2 separate regions of the Danio rerio genome follow, and region 2 is linked to region 1. Evidence: chromatin contacts called from public Hi-C data. All regions are on one chromosome and are shown on one strand. The core of a region is the stretch at or near the end of the contact, and the rest is flanking DNA. Distances in the headings are between cores, read along the strand shown. Region 1 overlaps LOC137490495 (a long non-coding RNA gene). Region 2 holds the start of nfil3-2 (nuclear factor, interleukin 3 regulated, member 2).

Region 1 (2,761 bases), core at 138-2,637:
TACAACCCCTTTACGTTAAAAAATTGAGTAAATCCAAGGAGTCATCTCTGAATAATTTTTTTCAGTGTAGTAGTCAAATAAACAGGAATGAATGACTACACATATGAAGTCTCTGTCTGTGACGACTAGTCTAGTTTTGGGCTATTCTTAGACGTCTATTAGATTTTCACTGACAGCCCAAGTTTAGCCTTGTTTTAGCCAAGCTGTCTACGTTTAGATGTCTATTAGACGTCTATTAAACACAAAGTGAAGTTTAATTTTAAATTAATTTCGAGAGAAGCACGTGCTCATGATTGACCCAACTGGCCCGCATTAGCTAATCATGATCCTCCAATCAAAGGATCCCAAGTCACTACACATATCCTCATTTGCTTTCTACAACTATCTTCGTCCGGCGGAAACTCCCCTCCTCCCCTTTTTCTACCTTTATCTAGAATGGGCGGCACGGTGGCTCAGTGACTAGTACTGTTGCCTCACAGCAAGAATGCCAATGACGTTGGGTCCTCGCCTGGCCATGTGGTATTTCTGTGCGGAGTTTGCATGTTCTCACCGTGTCCGCGTGGGTTTCCCCCGGTTTCCTCCCACCAAATGTGCTCTATATTATAGATAAAATAAGCCTTAATCACCAATTAATTCACCTTGGCCTCCGCAGCAGGGGAGTTTGAGATTGACCTGAGCTCAATCTCCCCTCGCCCTGCGAAAGGGGGGAGCCCTGGGCCAGAGGATCCCTTGAGCTCATGGCTCTCTCCTGGGACAGCACGCCAAACAAGCCATGTATAAATCATGAGCTAAGTGTGAGCTCTTGAAGTTACCAGTAAGCATTTTTTTTTTTGTTTTTAACTGATGTCTAATAGACGTCTAAACATAGTCGTCTTGGCTAAAACAAGGCTAAATTTAGGCTGCCAGTGAAAATTTAATAGACGTCTAAGAATAGCCCAAAACTAGACTACTAGTCAAATAAACAGGAATGAATGACTACACATATGAAGTCATATGTCTAATTTTGGGCTATTCTTGGATTTAAGATTAGATTTTTACTGACAGCCCAAGTTTAGGCTTGTTTTAGCCAAGCTGTCTACTTTTAGGCACATAATTGTTTGCTGGGGCCATTCTTGTCTTAAGTGCAATGTATTATTACAACATGCAGAGGCTAACTGCCATTCAATTGGATGAGAAATGTCCAATCTTATGGACTACAACTTTAAATTGGGTAAAGACAAGCTGACAAATCTGCTGAAATGGATGCAAGGTCTGAAGCGGTTAATAAAGCGCGCACGGCTCTGCCAGGGTGTAAAATATAATTTGGCAAGAAACCATCAGATGATCATAAGTGACGACAGTACTCGCGTCACACCAATCCCGCAGGACACTGAGCTCTTGGCCTCCGTTGTGCACCAACCAGAAAAGCCCTTCCCTCAGGCGCTTGATTCTGATCTCCAGCCTTGTAGTTTATGGCGAGGGCAGCAATAATTCAGAAACAAGACGGACTGCCTGAGCCTTCATAATACGGGTGGCACACGGAGTACGAATCAAAGTGTATTAGGAAATGCGCAAGAGGACATTGTGGATCAGTAGCTGCTGGCTATCCTTCCTGTTTTTATATTTGGTAAATAAAGACAAATTCTCATGCTTATAATGCAGCCCTAAATGATTAAAGACACTTTATACTGTTATATAAATGTCATTATAATAATAATAATTCCTTATATATATATAGCTTTTCTGGAAACTTAAAGCGCTTTACACATTGAGGGGAATCTTCTTATCCACCACCAGCCTATACCATAAAGCATAAATAGCCTATGCATCTTTATGTACACTGTAAAAAGGCTGGCTTCCACACAATTGCTTTGTGTTGTCCCAACTCAAGATTGATCCATTCATTCATTTTCTTTTCAGCTTAGTCCCTTTCTAATCTGGGGTCGCCACAGCGGAATGAACCGCTAACTTATTCAGCAAATGTTTTACGCAGTGGATGCCTTTCCGGCTGCAACCCATTTCAGGAAAACATCTCAAATTGATCAGTTAACTTAGTAGTTTTTACCAGTTTTTTTATTTAATTTTTCAGAATGAGTTTTATACACAGCAATGAGTAGAACACACACAGAATGTGGTATTTTTAAGTAAAAAAAAGAACGAAGGAAAAAATGTATAGTACAAATTAAATAAAAAATCTGTGGTTTAATTCAAAACAGTAAAACAATATCATAGTGTGCACGGTAACGGATAATAGACATAATCAATGCCATGATAAGTCAAAGGAATTTCCAAAAGCTTCTGAAATTATTTGGATTTTTCTTTCAATATACAGTATGTTTAAACTTTTCCATAATTATGATTTCGTTAATCAGAATTATCCAGTTCTTGACAAGAAAAGGTTGTCTCGAATCATTTATTCATAATTAATTTCCTGCCCAACATTAGTAGAGGTTTAAAGACATTTCATTATATTTTTTAATCTGGACATTGAGGTGGTAGTGTGATTTATTTTACTATATTTATTTGGTGATATGTAAGCTCTGTGCAATATTAAATTGCATTTCTTTAAATCTGTTGCAGACTGAAATATTCAAGGGTAGTCTGATAATATCACACATTGTCGCATTTTAAGTTCTTACTCCCTGTCTTCTGCAATGAAACCAGATTTACTGGTTTATAGTGGAGTAAATTTTGGAAAGAAAGAGCTTGACTTCAGTATTCTTAAGAAAGAATCTATCCAAAAAGAAATCAGAGCTAGGTAAGACTGCTGTGTCTAGTAACA
Region 2 (2,700 bases), core at 142-2,641, 110 kb after region 1:
GTGTGGTAGGGCAGTGCCTTTGACTTCTGCTTGACCGTCTTTGCTCTGGCTGGGAGAAAAGGAGTTCTGGGTCATGAATATGTGAGGGTGATAGCTGCCTGTGTCGGAGCAAGAAGATGAGGGTGACTCGTCATCGGTGGAGCCCTCCTTATCAGAGCTCCTGGGATCCCCATCTGTTGAGGAGCTGTCCTTTCCTGAGTGAGCCTCAAAATACTCTTCTTGACTCAGACCTCCTTCATAGGTCAGCACTGGAGGCTCATCGTTCTCCCTGGTGCTGGTTGGACAGTGATACTCTTGTGTTTCATCTGCCTCCCCTGGTCTTATTTGAAGATCTGGAGCAGCATTGATCCTGGAAGTTTGTCTCTGAACAATGTAAGCCTGCCTTTCGGCTGCCTCGTCATCTGGGCATTCGTAAGATGGAGAGTCAAATGGTCTTCTCTCTAGCTGTTTGGAAACCAGGCTTCTGCTCTGTTCCTCTGTAGCCTGAGTGAAGTTCTGCTGTTCTTGTGGAATAATGTCCTGACTTTCCACCGGATATGAGGCAATGCTAGAACGGTATGAGATGACACTTCTTTGAGCAGATTGAGGGTTGGCTGGACTTGCAGCAGTCTCCTGGTGGAGTTGCTTCTGTTGGTTGGTTGAATAACCTGGTTCGATGGTTCGAAGTACAGCAGGCAGTCTTGAATGAAGGTTGAACATCATTTGTGATGTGGTGTTACTGACTATGTCCATCTCTAGACCCATCCCTTCCTGCTTGATGTCATACGGCAGTGGCTCTGGGCTATCCCGAGAGGAGCCGTCAGACATATCAGAGAGGGAACCTCGTGGTGAGTACTTCGCCATTTTCACATTGCCGTCCCCTCGACAAGAATGCTCGGCTTCAGAAGAATCAGAGTTCAACATCATTTGAGAAACACTGGAGTACCCACTGGAGTAGAAGTGACCGGTGGTAGAGGAAGATGAGGAGCTGCTGCCAGAAGATCTATTGACAGCACTACCAATCTGCTGACTCTTTTCCATATAGGAGGCTGTACTTATCAGCCCAAACCTGAGTTTAAGCTGTAAAAGTTCAGTTTTCAGGCGTACATTCTCATCGTTCAGTGCAAGAACTCTGTTCTCTAGGATCATGTCATTAAAGCGGCGTTTCTCCCGAGAGCGCTTGGCTGCCTCATTGTTCTTGCGGCGCTTTTCCCAGTAGGATGCATCCTTTTTCTCATCTGAGATGAACTCACGCTTGCGTCGACAACTCATGTTGTTTGGCTTTGGTTTGAGAAGGCGGCTCTGCCGAGGGATGTCTTGAGGCGAATGAAGATCACTGTAGTCTGAAAAGCTTTCGGTGTTCTCTAAGTTTTCACTGGAATTTGTTGAAATTTGTAAGTTCAAACTTTCCATCTTGTTTCAATAAGAGCCCGTTTGAGATCCTTGCTTCGTCATTGGAAATGCAATTGAATGTAGAAACAGGGATGAGGTGAAGGGAAGAAAGGTCTGCAGGATATCCTGATGTACTGTAGACTGGAATATCTTCAACTAAGTAGCTGGATCAGCAAAGACTTGATGAGGTGTTTTAGCTTCTGGAAAGCTGAACCTCATTGGTTTTGTTGATGTGAATCTCAAACAAGTATCTTTAGATGATCAAGTGTCCAAGTTGGCTAAGAAAAGCAAGAATAGGTGTACCTCTATATGAATCCCCTGCATTTAACAGATCCAAGGGATCCCTCAAGTAAAATCTTCTCTCTATTTTGCGCACAATGTAGGTCAGTCTATCAAGACAAAAGGGGTGCGATCAAGGTCCTCAAGTACAGAGATGATCACCAGATTTGCTTAAAGGATTTTGACCTCTTTTCTTTGTCTTCACTTTTATTCCTTTATGTAACCTCTCTATCACGCCGACAGAGATGTGTCCCAGTGCCTTGGGCGTGTTGGTGGATATAGGTCACTCGGTCTGCCCCAGCTTGTCAGCCTCTTGGGGAGGGGTGCTTCTGCTCTCAAAGCCTCCAGCTGGCTGTTCGATGAAAGGCTGCACACATGAAAGAGAAAAGACAGATTTGTTATTCCTCAAAAGCTAAATCAATTCATATTTTGCCTTTAGGCACCTTAAAATCTTCTAATTTGCCATTCCAGTTTTACAGAAACTTTCCACACCTCTCTGTATGGCTGGGTAATTAGAATATTTGGAAGTGGAATGTTTAGCCGGTCCTTTGTCATGTTCTATTGCTGCATCTACTCGACCTTGAGAACCACGAAATTCTTTTTGTTGCCTGGCAACCACTGTCTGACCTGCTAACCCCTGCTATTGATTTCTGTCTGCGACCCTTAACCTTTACTCTCTGGCTAGACATTGGACTCCTATTATGCAAAAGGAACACGGTTAAGAATGCAGTCAGAGATTACCCAAACTACATTTCTGTTCAATGAGATCCAAGAACATTACTTAAGATTAGTATCCTCTTTCTGACACAAGTTCAGCGTCACCCTTTGCACAGATTTCCATCAAGACTGCAAACATGAATTCACATCTGTTAAGCATTACCAATGAACACATGATTTGCTTTAACATTTTGAAACCATATCCAGTATTGCATCATCTGCTCTGAAGGAAACAGTGCAAGATGTTTCAGCTTTTCCAACATTAACATCAAATGTTACAACACATCTCCTGGCTTCACAATCCAAATGGTCTGGTGCTCCAATGTGCAGTAC

What was found. Hi-C and Micro-C count contacts between places; a contact is called where the count stands out from the background.
Region 2: a contact with region 1 is called in a Hi-C map of an unstated tissue, with 2.2 times the contacts expected there. The contact joins the promoter of nfil3-2 here to the enhancer-like site in region 1.

Annotation. Positions count from the first base shown.
Region 1 is chr3:12,616,829-12,619,589 of GRCz12tu, forward strand. It overlaps LOC137490495 (a long non-coding RNA gene), which reads left to right. Exons shown (of 2, transcript XR_011010021.2): 1 at 1-2,761. Among named protein-coding and RNA genes, the nearest start is that of zgc:63569, 64 kb to the left of the region's middle. Within about 2 kb of position 1,388, at least 4 of the 62 cell types and tissues checked have an H3K27ac peak or open chromatin away from gene starts, as enhancers often do.
Region 2 is chr3:12,730,365-12,733,064 of GRCz12tu, forward strand. nfil3-2 (nuclear factor, interleukin 3 regulated, member 2) reads right to left here and starts at 1,392. Exons shown (of 1, transcript NM_001197065.1): 1 at 1-1,392. The coding sequence starts at 1,392.